3 separate regions of the Mus musculus genome follow, and regions 1 and 3 are each linked to region 2. A link is a contact called in public Hi-C and HiChIP or PLAC-seq data. All regions are on one chromosome and are shown on one strand. Each heading gives the region's core, a stretch centred on a gene start, on an enhancer-like site or on the middle of the called end of the contact. The rest is flanking DNA. Distances are from core to core; before and after follow the strand shown.

Region 1 (3,956 bases), core at 890-3,389, 430 kb before region 2:
TAGGGATCTATAGATACTAGAATTCAGTTTTATACTTTTCCTGTGGATCTCTCCTCTTGCCAACCTTGTCACTTTAAAGGAACACATGTCCCTACTTTCTGAGACTGTCATATAGTACTTTCTTGCTTGCTTTCCCTACATTGGTGTAAAGAACGTCAAGCATTCATCACATGACTCTGTTCTTTAAACAGTCCTTGCTGCATTTATGAGCCTGACATCAGTTCTGAGCCACATTGTGAGAGCTGAGGTTGTGTTCCCTTAGGCCATTCACAGTGTGTTTATTCATTAAATATATATATATATATGTATGTATGTATATATATATGTATATATATATGTATATATATATAATGTGTGTGTATGTGTGTGTGTGTATACACACACACACACATATTCAAGTAGGACTCTTTTGTGCATAAATGGTGCTTCACTGCTTAGGAGAATATTTAATTAATCTAATTACCCCATTTCCAATTTCTGGGAGGAAGGTTTCCTTGTACTTTAACCAAACACTTATTCATATGGCCATCAGTTCTAATAACAGAATGCCCTGAGAAACCTGCGCAATTTTTGGCAAAACCACTTATTCCATTCATCTCTGGTATTCTTTTCAAGGTACCATGAGCAGAAACCTAGGCTTGGATACTAGAAGGAGAGTGAAGGGTGAGGTGTGTGGCTGATTGGTGTGGTCTTTGCTAGTTTTTTTTTTTTTTTTATTAAAAAAGAAAAACGATTTTTAGGAACCTACAAAAATGAAAACATAGAAATAACTTGAAATTTATCCTAATGCTTTTTAAGTAGAAGATGCTAAAATTTAAACCGATTGCATTTGCTGACATGAATTCACCCACCAAGATCAGTTTACCATTAAGCTTACTGGAGATCTTCAGGGCTCTGAAAGAATCTTTAGATGGCGTCTATGCACTGGAACTCTGTTCCGGAGCTTGCTTCTCGTGAGTGGTTTCTCTATACTTTTCTTCCCTTGTTGCTTTAATTTATTACATGGAATAGGCAATGCCTAGGAAGATCTGACTGCACCCAAGGCCACAAGGGCTGCTTTGGTGTAGTTCAGACTTTGCAGAATCAATTTCACTGCTTCCTTTCTGTCTCTCTCTCTCTTAAATTATCTATCCATCCATCACACTTACGCCTCTGTATAAAAGGAGATTTTTTTTTAATCAAGCGGGTACTTTTCTTGATATGACCAAAGAAGTCACCCATGCTGTATGTTTATTCCCACCCCCACACCAAGCCTACACAGCTCATGGAGCTTTGTGGCCTCCAAAATTGGTTGCTTAATAGCTTAGCAATTTTCATGAATAGCTTCCATGGAAAAACTCTGGAAAAGGTCAAAAAAATTTTCCCCATTAACACTTCAAAAAAAACCAATTAATTGACTCATAGTGCCTGAGGGAAGAGCATCCCTATCCCAATTATAACAAGCTCTGTTTTGAATAGAAATTTAAATTCTTTCTAGGGAAACTTGAAGGTGAGATAGCTTTCTTACAGATTCTAGGTTTCTTTCATGTGGCTAAAAATAGAAGGGGCCCAGGGAAAGTCACATCACATGTGCAATCCAGAGCCTGCTGGTTCAGGACCACTGAAAACTAACCAGGGACTAGAGAAAAAAGGGGGTAGTAAAAAAAAGTAGGATAGTGAGTGTGTGTGTGTGTGTGTGTGTGTGTGTGTGTGTGTGTGTCAGGGGAGCAGACCACCATCTGCTACCCAAGCCACTACCAGTACCTAACATACTCTGCCCTGTTCCCTGGTAAACCGATAACCATGACATATGGATTTTAGGCCTCCTGACAAACATTGCGACCAGAAGCGGAGGAGCCTCCTGCATGAATTGTACACTCTCCTATGAGCAAGAGTGACAGAGCCGCTCATTTGTGGCTTTGTCTGCTTTTGTGCACCCAGTAAATAGAATCTCACTCAGGACACTAGCAGTGACCAATCCGTCTAATAAGGATCCTTACTAAGACTGGGTAGGGGAGCCTAGCATTTTGTTTTTCCTCTCATTTTTATGTAGGAAATCATAGGAAAACCATGAGGCAGGCAGCCCCCCTTCCATGCTGTGCTTTTGTGTTCAAAGATTGGTTGAGGCTGCCTTGCCAGTGAGATGAACACACTGTGTGGGGGTGGAGCTGGATGCTGCCTCTTAACCCCATGCATGCTGGAGGATTTTGTTACAGGGCAGACCTGGCTTTGCCAGTCTGAGAATAGGATTAATAAAATTTCTGTTACCCAAAGCAATATTGGGTTGTTCCCACATTGATCCTTAAAACTCTAATGGAAACAGCAACAAAATAATTGGGGATAAAATATAGATTTCTAGCCCCATTCAAAACTGTTAATTGTGGTGGTTAATAGAGTTATCAATTCGTTTTAGTGGTGTGTGCTGACCTCTCTTTGCTAAAGGTAGACATGGTTGCCTTGGGCTCCCAACAAACTGCCATAGAATGTAACTTTGATTTTCCCCAATTAACCCACAGGTAAACACTCTGGATACCTATTTCCAATCTCCCCTTTCTGTGAATGTTTGCATGTACTATGTCACATCTGTGCAATCTGTGTTCTTGCTTCCCTACATAATGATGTTGGGAGTTCTGTGGTAGAGGGTGACATACCAGTGCCCTATTGTGATAGCCAGCTGTTTCTCTAGGCTTGGGCATTTATGCATCTGTAAAGGGTTTGTCTTGTAAGTGAAAGAGCCTTTTGGCTAACTTTTGTGTCTACAAGTAATTATTCCCCTAGGTCTGGTGGCCAGAAGCTTCCCAGGTGCTGAAAATCCTAGAGGTTCATGATACATATGCCAAATAATTATGGGAAATCACAATGGGCTTTGAATGGAGGATAATGTAGGCAGTCCTTGCCTGGATCAAACCAAACCTCAGGTGACAGCTGCACATTCAAGAATATGGCCTTTTCGGGCTGGAGAGATGGCTCAGTGGTTAAGAGCACCGACTGTTCTTCAGAAGGTCCTGAGTTCAAATCCCAGCAACCACATGGTGGCTCACAACCATCCTGAGTGAGATCTGACTTCCTCTTCTGGAGTGTCTGAAGACAGCTACGATGTACTTACATAAAATAAATAAATAAATCTTTAAGAATATGGCCTTTGTTGTCTGTGCAACAGACTCAGGGTACATGAAATACCTTCTGTTAATCCCCCAAAGCATTGCTGTTTGACTGGCTATCATTTTCAGGCAAGTGTTCTGCTAGCAGTCTGAGTATGCTGAGTAATATTGCATGTTCAAGTAGTACAAGTACTTTCAAAAGTTTTGTGCCCTTTAAGATGAGTAGTAAACATGTTTTCTTTATTCTCCAAAAGGATGCAGTGGCTTAGTTGTCCCTCCTCATCTCCAAGATAGTCTAAGACTTGAGTGAATGCCTGGGAATATAGATCCCACTGCAGTACATATTGCATGATGCTTTCCCAAGGGCAGCAATGGATCGATGACAACTGACAATAAGGACAATTACAGGAACATGCAATAATGAAAGATATATTAACATTTTCTTTCTTAAAATATCTATCGTATGGAGTGTGATACCCACCCATATTGGGGCTTAGAGAACAGCTCTGGAGAGGTTCCAGGTTCCTGTGTCCCAGATCAAACAATTGGATAGAGACATATGTTAGCAAGAAAGTGAGTTTATTAAAGATCTATTTTCAAGGAAGGAAGAAGGCTGGAGCAGGCTCAGTAGTTCCAAATAAATACAGATGAGCTTTGATGTCATACAGTGAGTGCTTCGTGGCTTATGGGCTTAGTATTCTGGCTGGTTTGTATAACATGGATTTCCGCATAAAGACTCTATCTGCTGAGCCTCGTTCTACATTCAACTGCATATATTATTAGTGTCTTGAGTCTGTACCTAGGGGTATTTTAGTGTTCTTATGGTCACACACCATCTGCAGACACTATGAAATGCCCAATGCCTCTACCAGTGTC
Region 2 (3,745 bases), core at 1,057-3,556:
CAGGGTGAGCAGCGCCTCTAGAGGGAGAGCTGGTACTGCAGGTGTTTCTCAGTTAAGTTCCAGACGTGACCTTCAAACACCCCCTCAATGAAACATCTCTTCTTCCTTTATTAAATGCACTAATTAAATTATATACTCCTCATTTAAAATGTGCTTTCTTTAGTACTCAAAATCTCCACATGTCACGTTTCTCAGGGGAGGAAATGCTAGGTGGCATTTGCTACAATGAGCCCTTATGAGGAATACACGTCCCCAGCCTCTGCATTGGAAGGGAATGCTGGAGCAAGCTCGTCTGGCAGACCCCATACCCCAGCACACCAGGAAAATGCTTTCTCTTTTTTGACAGTTTCACAGGCGCAAGGAAACCTTGGTCTCTTAGGCCTACTGGATTCAGGCTGTGCGTAAATTGGATTTTCTGTGTGGTATTATTCAGAAAAAAAAAAAACAAACAAAAAACTAAAACACAAAAGCTAGTCAACCTACTTGCAGAAAAAAATTCAGAACACCCGGGCTCTTCCCAACCTGCAGATCCTTTCCCTGTCTGTGTGTGTAGTTTTACTGTCCGGCATGACATCTAAACAGAATCTCTCTCAGAAATCACAGAGCAGACTTCTCTGGAAGCCAAGAGGGGCCCGGAGGGAGGGGCAATATGGAAAATAGAGTCCCGTGTTTGCTTTCTTTTCTTTGCCTTCCCCGGACCCGATCCCCACTTTTTTAAAGAAATCCACCTGTTCTGCTTCAGTTTCAAATCATTTTAAGTCCAAGAGGGCTTCTCTTCCTTGCACACCCTGGATATTTCAAAGCGAGCCCATCTTCACTGCAGGAGAGAGTTTATTCAGGTGTTATGAATCAGACAAGGGCTCAGGGATGCAAACTGGGGCTGAGACAGGGCCCCCGCGAGTCTGGTCCCCTCCCCGATAAAAGAAACATAACAAACCCCTAGAAAACAGTCCTCCAGTAATCTCCCTGCCTGCGCCAGGAATAGGGGTGACGGAAAACTGCCCTCTCATTATAGTCCTGGTCTCAAGGTTAGAATTAGACCCTTAGGGTAAGGAGCTGTCAATTAGAGATAACTCCAGCCTGCTGTCTGCAGCCGGGCTTATCTCCTAGCAACTCTCCTCATTCAGGCCACAGCCCTTGGCTCTGCCTGCAGCTCAAGAGCCATCTTGAAGACAACAAAATAACCTCCTCATTTTGAGCAGATGCATAAAGAATTCTTCTCTGGGTCCTTGATGGAGTCTCGTCCTTGATGAAGCCCGGGTGACATTCGACTAGCAACGGGGCTGGGGAGATCTGCAAAGAATTATGATTGGGCTCCCGTCCAGCTGCAGATGTTTCCATGGGAAGAGCACATGGAAGGGTCTGGCCAAGCAATCAGAGCATCTAAATTCAATCTGAGACTGGGTGCCTCCTTCTTCCAGATCAGAGCCTGGCATGTTTATGCAGGAGCCAGCATAGTCTTTCTCCTGCCTACTTTCTGCTTAGGAAGAATTTGCCCGCAGTTGGGAGTGCAGTGGCTCTGGTTGCCACGGGAACTCGGCCTCTCCTTTATTCACCATGGCAGGGCATATAGAGAGAGCCAACAAGCATAAATCGTATTAAGCGATGCACGGGGTTATCCACCATGGATGTAGGCAACATCACAGAATTTACTACTGGACCCTATACTTGGTGTGCAGAGAAAATGCAGGCTACAAATTCCTTGGAGCTGTCTACTCATTAGAGCTAGGAATCGTGCTGTTGACTTTTCTAATCGCAAGCAGAGTTAAGGGTGGCAAAATGCTGGAAGACTCTTAGGGGCTGGGGGAGAGGCAAGCCTTTGATTTTTTCACTGGAGTGGAAAATGATAACAAAGGGATATCTAAGAAATGTTGTAAAAAAAAAAAAAAAGATGAGAAATACCCAGTGTGCTGTGGGTGTAAATTAGATAGATGGTGTTCTTAGAATTGAAGATTTGACTTAACAAAACTCTCCTGGAGGACAACATCAAGGAGGTACACAGACAAGGAGCAGGGGCCATTTTTTTACCGAAGCGGTTCTCCTTTTGCCCCTCCCCCACTGCTCCCCACTCGGTGTTACGCGCGGCTCTGCAGCACTGGCTCTCCTATCCAGCCTTCCAATCTCCCCTCCTCTTCATCAATGGAGAGACTATCTGTTTTGTTCGGCTGCTTTTATGTTTGTGAAGAACCCAGCACAATTTTTTATCAAGCTAGTTGGGTCAGAGGAAAGAGCTGTGTACAGGGGCAGAGGAGACAGAAGGAGAACGCCAGGCAGCTGCCATGCCGGCTGCTAGGCACTGTGGACACAGAGCTTGGTTTAGCTTTGCCGTGGCTTTCCTCCTGCCCTCCCTCACACTCAGTGCAGGGCTCATTAAGCTCCCCTGCTAGGTTTCCTATTAGGGCTTGTCAATATCCCAAGCTGCAGCATAGCTTCTGAAACAGGGGAGAGAAGGCTTGGGCAACTTTGAATAAATCTTTTCTGTGCTTGTCTGAGTGGGACATACACACAATTTTGTTTCAAAATGGAGACTCTAGATTTTAATTTTAAAAAGCAGACGGATACATCACAGGATATTCAGCATCTTAAAATTAAACGACATGCAGCTTGCAGAAATTAATATTTTCAGGTTGCTGAAGAAGAAACTGGGAAACTGAGCTCTGTTATGTTCTGAATTGTTCTCACTAAGCAAATACACCTTAGGAGCTTTCTTTGATGTTATTTTCTTATGCAATCCAATCAGTTGTGAATATGCACAGTGCCCTGCATCTTTTAAAATAACATTTCTAATGGGCCATTCTTTACAGGGTAGAGGCTACCCCTGCACATAGAGCATGCTGGTTGGCATTACATTTGAATATAGTAACGAAAAAATGACTTATAAAAAGAAGAAATATCTCTAGCAATCAAAGTTTACTTTATTAAACAGCAGATTGGCAATGTCTCCAGGATTCTTATGTGGACTGCCATTGCTGGTTGCCTAGGAGATGAGGGAACTTAACTGCTTCACTGCCACTGGACTGCATGGATTCTTGCAGCGTGGTCTAGAAGCTCACAGAACAGTCCCCGGCTCGGGAACATGCACCCACAGGCAGCACTTGCAAAGGCTTTTGGCCAATAAAAAGATTCCAAGATAGGGTTGCATCTTAAAAAAATTGACTTTTTCTTCTGTTTCTGAATATTTTCATTGCTGAGTTTTATTTGATTTTTGTATATATGAAATGGAGCTATGCTAATTACCTTCAGTGTTTGGTTATTCTTCCCTATGGAGTGATTTTTGAAGAACTATGGGTGTCCTTATTTACTCCAAATCTGGGTTTAAGAAAAGCAGGGATTGATTTTGTGTGTGTGTCATATTTCTGGGTTTTTTTTTTAAATGATGCTTTGAAATAATGTGAATTATTATCATATGTGCCATAGGATTGTCCTCCAGCACCATCCTATCTGGCGTAGGGAAAACTGCATTTCAGCCAAGCATGGATCTTGGGGGAGAGGAGGCCAGCCCTGGTCCTGTGGGCTGAGTGACCTTGGTAAATCACACATTCCTGGGCCTAGGTTTCTGCCTGTGGGGGAAGAAAGGAAGCACAATCAAATATTCAAATACAAATCCTGACATGCAAATATGGCTCTTTCTTGCTATACGTCCATGTGCATTTGGTGAGGCATTAGGAACTGTGCAACTGATCTCATTCAATAGAACTGCCAGTCTTCCGAAAGCACCAAATACAGTACGTAGTTGGCTTTACCG
Region 3 (4,153 bases), core at 1,202-3,701, 330 kb before region 2:
CCTTTTTTCCTGTCTTCTACCCTGAGGTAATGCCTATCTTTGTTGCTGAAGTGTGTTACTTGTTTGTGGATGAACAATAGATCCAGTTCAAACATCCATTCTGTTAGCCTGTGTCTTTTTATTGGGGAATTAGTCAATTTATATTGAGAGATATTAATGAACAATGATTGTTAATTTCTTATAGTTTGGTGGTGATGGTAGTGGTGTGTGTGTGTGTGTGTCTTCTTTTGGTTTTGTTAGTGTGATTATTTATTTCTTGTGGTTACTTGGATGTAGTTACCATCCTTTTGTTGAAGTTTTCCTTCTAGTATTCTTTGTAGGGCTGGAGAGGGAAAGTTATTATTTACATTTGGTTTTGACATAAAATAATATTGTTTTCTCCATCTAATAGTGAATTAAGATTTTGCTGGGTATAGTAGTCTGGGCTGACATCTATGATTTCTTAGGGTCTGCCAGACACCTGCCCAGGCCCTTCTGGCTTTTAGAATCTCTGTTGAGAAATCAAATATAATTATGATAGTTCTGCCTTTATATGGTGCTTGCCCTCTATCCCTGCAGCTTTTAATAGTCTTTCTTTGTTCTGTACATTTAGCACTTTATTATGTGGCAGGAGGATTTTCTTTTTTGGTCCAATCTATTTGGTATTCTGGAAGTTTCATGTACATTTATAGGCATCTCTTTCTTTAGGTTTGGAAAATTTTCTTCTATGATTTTGTTGAAAATGTTTTCTGGTCCTTGGATCTGAGACTCATCTTCTTCTATTCTTATTATTCTTAGGTTAGGTATTTTCATAGTATCCCAGATTTCCTGGATGTTTTGTGTCAGGCATTTTTTAGATTTAACATTTTCTTTGCCTGATGTATCAATTTCTTCTATCATATCTTCTATGACTGATATTCTCCCTTCCTACCCTGTATTCTGTTGGTGATGCTTGCATCTGTTGTTCCTGTTCTCTGTCATAGGTTTTTCATCTCCAGGATTTCCTTAGATTGTCTTTTCTTTATTGTTTCTATTTCCATTTTCAGGTCTTGAACATTTTTATTCATATCCTTCACCTATTTGGTTGTACTTTCCTATATTTCCTTACATTTCTTTCTTTCCTCTTTGAAGACCACTAGCTGCTTGATTGTATTTTTCTATATTTCTTTAAAGGATTTACTAGTGTCTCTTTAAAAGCTTCTGTCATCTTCAGAAGATTAAATTTTAGGTCATTTTCTTTTGCTTCAGGTGTGTTAGGATATCCAGGGCTTGCTGTATTAGAATGGGTTCTAGTGCTCCAATATTGCCGTGGCTTTTATTGATTGTGTCCTTATACTGGCCTTTAGCTCTGTGGCTGTCCTTGGTGTTGGCAGGCCTGGTGGTCCCTGGCTGCAAGAGGTATCTGGGGATGCAGGCAGACCTTATAGTCCCTGATGGCAGGATTGCATGTAGAACTGACTGTCTTGGCTGGCAGCAGGCTTCCAGGGCTGCAGGCAGAACTAGTAGTCCCTAATGGCCTCAGGCTTCTTGTTGTCCCAGGTGGCAGCAGGCCTTCAGGGCTACCAGACAAGCTGTGGCCTAGGGAATGAGTTGCAGAAGGGTCAGGGCAGAGCTCTGTAAATGTTTGTTTGTAGATACTCTTTATATATTCTTGATACAAGTTTTTAATGTGTAGAACAGATACATAGTTTTCAGTCATTCAAATAGCATGTTGTTGACAAAACAACTCATAGCATGTAGCTAAGCATATAAAATACTTCATTTAGGAAACTAACATTTCTGGGACAAATTAACTATATGCCTAAAGTATAGGTCTCTTTATATTCTTAGCTACTTTTTTTTTAATCAGGCTCAAGGCCATCTGTTAGTGGAGGACCAGATCACTATTTAGATAATCAGACCAGAATCATTGAGTGCTCTGGCAAGCATCCTGCCTGTAGCAGCAGTCAGAACACCTGAACAAAGGTTATAAGAGGATTGAATGGGTTGCACTGAACCACAAGGGGGAGGTGTCTGACTTTAACTGAGACAGATGAAATTTACTCTGCTGACCCCCGAGTGAATGAGAAATTAAAGGCACAGCACACCCACCTGACTACTGGTCCTGGTGAACATTTAATTTTTTTTCCTTCACCAGAGTCTGAGGCACTAATTCAATGAAATAATTTAACATACCAAGATGATTGAAAGACAGGTTTTGAAATGTAAGCCATGTCATCTGCTGCCTTTATCTTGACACCTGCCAATCCAAAGGACACCCAAGGTGGACAGGACAGAGCATGCTAGTGGAAATATCCACTTAATGCCTTTTAAACTGTTGTTTAATTTTTCTCCTGACACCTGGAGAAATGCAAAGAACATGTCTTATGGAGTCTAAAGTGCAGAATTATTAATCAGTGCTTGCACCCAGCAGACACTGGGCTCCTCTGGTGGTTCGAGGTCTCAGAATTGCAGCAATGAAAAATGGTGCTGATGGGGGAGGGCATGTGACTCTTGTCTGTTTGAGTTTATCACAGCCTTCTGTTTACTCTTCATTACCTCAGAGCAAAGGCAAAATTGCTTTGAAGGGTGAGGCAGTTGTTCCATCGTCCGCTGTTCTCTTAATTGCCAATCCCATTAATCAGAATCGGGGATCAGGCTTGGCTACGTGCTCACTGGGGATAGAGCAGGTTTGGGTCCACAGAGTTTAGTGTGCTAATGACAACTGCCTCTTGTCATATGTTAGTCAAGAGTGACTCCCCCTAATCTGTAAACCATGTGACAACCTGAGCATATGGTGGCAGCTGAGAAGACAGAATGCTGTGTCCCACGGACAGGGGCTAGGGACTTGGGCTGGAGTTTCACAGGAACAGAGGGCAAGAACACAGGAGGGTAGGAGCCTGAGAGAGCTGATCAAGGCAGGCTCTCACATTCTGGTCACAAATAACAAGGTACACATGTCCCTTCAGAGACGCTCTTGAATCAAGTGGCCACACAAGCCCTGTGTCCTTTTTGTCTCATGTTACATACTGTTAAGAGTCCCACACCAGGTTTTGAAGAAAGGTGTATAATAAATAATTAAAGGTTAAAATGGCTTTCTGATTCGGCCAATGCTCTCCTGGGGGGGTGAAGGGGGGCTGTGATGTAAGCCAATGATCAGTTCCAGAATGTTCTTGGCTGGGACTGCAATATAACTTCCTTTTCCTAACTACCTAAAGCTTTGGAGCTTGGGTATCGTCACTGTGGATAAGTCTCTCTGGGAGACTCCATGGTTTGGGGAGGATCATTTATTATACTAAGGCAGAAAGCAAATAGAGGACAGGGCATAGGCCTTTTGGTATTCCATGCTTCCCTCGATATTTTTGACACCCCACTTCTGAAGCAAAGACCTGCTTCATGCTACCTTTTAAGATAAAACCACAGCAAGTAACTGTGTGCTGGTAAGTGTGGGGTTGGAGAGCCCTGAATCCCATGGGTTCCTATAGATGCAGGGAAGTGTTTAAGTGGTACAGACACTGTGGAGGCCCTGACAGGGTGCTGATGCTTTGTTTGTGTTGGATGACCTGGAGAGCTGGCTGCTGGTCTTTGAGTAATCGCTCCTGTCAACTTGTTAAACAGGAAAAAACAAATGCACTAGAGAAGAACCATGACCCTTTCAGGTAAGGCCTCTATGGGGGCCACATTCCCCTGGTGGCCTTGGGGTAAAGAGGTGATAAGGATTGCCCTCACCTGGGGCATGAGAAACCCTTTCTTAGGCAGAACAGGGATAGAGGGATTGAACTAATGACCCAAGAGCCTAGTACAAGCCTTGCTTTAGTCTCCAAGTACTCATATTTCTGTCCACCCATGTTTCTACCCCCACAAAACAATTTCTTCCCCATGTGACTAGTGCAGTCCTTTGAGCCATAAAAGTCTCCAAAGGTTGGAGGTATGGGAAACTGCTGAGGAGCTGGGAGCAAGGCTTGGTCAGATAATGAACTTCTCAGAACTCAGGGAGCTCGCTGGCACATTTTGGGACCTCACAGCCTAACTGAAACTTGTCTTTGCAATTGTCTTTGCGTTCTCTTCGAGTTTTTTGTTTCCTTTCTTCATTTTGCTTGTTTCACTGCCTTGCAAATTTTTCTTTTATCACATATTCGTTCTTTTCATCTTTCCTTCCCAAGTTCAAGTCTCTTTGTACTCTTTGTAGCTATAG

Evidence for each region. Hi-C and Micro-C count contacts between places; a contact is called where the count stands out from the background. HiChIP or PLAC-seq counts read pairs in DNA pulled down with a chosen protein or histone mark.
Region 1: an H3K4me3 HiChIP or PLAC-seq map of embryonic forebrain shows a contact between it and region 2, with 5 times the contacts expected there. The contact joins two enhancer-like sites. A contact is called at or near these places in 2 of 484 Hi-C or Micro-C datasets (cerebellum and embryonic cerebral cortex) and 4 of 115 datasets of contacts at active chromatin or transcription factors (astrocytes, embryonic forebrain, embryonic hindbrain and 1 more).
Region 3: a Hi-C map of cerebellum shows a contact between it and region 2, with 2.2 times the contacts expected there. The contact joins two enhancer-like sites. A contact is called at or near these places in 5 of 484 Hi-C or Micro-C datasets (the N1E-115 cell line, cerebellar granule neurons, cerebellum and 2 more) and 5 of 115 datasets of contacts at active chromatin or transcription factors (craniofacial prominence, differentiating embryonic stem cells, embryonic forebrain and 2 more).

The regions. Positions count from the first base shown.
Region 1 is chr12:26,629,887-26,633,842 of GRCm38.p6, forward strand. No RefSeq gene overlaps it. Among named protein-coding and RNA genes, the nearest start is that of 1700020D12Rik, 19 kb to the left of the region's middle. Within about 2 kb of position 2,140, at least 51 of the 459 cell types and tissues checked have an H3K27ac peak or open chromatin away from gene starts, as enhancers often do. A contact at or near this core is called in cerebellum, embryonic cerebral cortex and embryonic forebrain, where this site is marked.
Region 2 is chr12:27,060,060-27,063,804 of GRCm38.p6, forward strand. It overlaps Gm30515 (a long non-coding RNA gene), which reads right to left. Exons shown (of 7, transcript XR_001780580.2): 3 at 1-3,560. Among named protein-coding and RNA genes, the nearest start is that of Gm30515, 22 kb to the right of the region's middle. RefSeq lists an enhancer at 15-3,040. Within about 2 kb of position 2,307, at least 109 of the 459 cell types and tissues checked have an H3K27ac peak or open chromatin away from gene starts, as enhancers often do. A contact at or near this core is called in cerebellum, embryonic cerebral cortex and embryonic forebrain, where this site is marked.
Region 3 is chr12:26,731,985-26,736,137 of GRCm38.p6, forward strand. No RefSeq gene overlaps it. Among named protein-coding and RNA genes, the nearest start is that of 4933409F18Rik, 100 kb to the right of the region's middle. Within about 2 kb of position 2,452, at least 8 of the 459 cell types and tissues checked have an H3K27ac peak or open chromatin away from gene starts, as enhancers often do. A contact at or near this core is called in cerebellum, where this site is marked.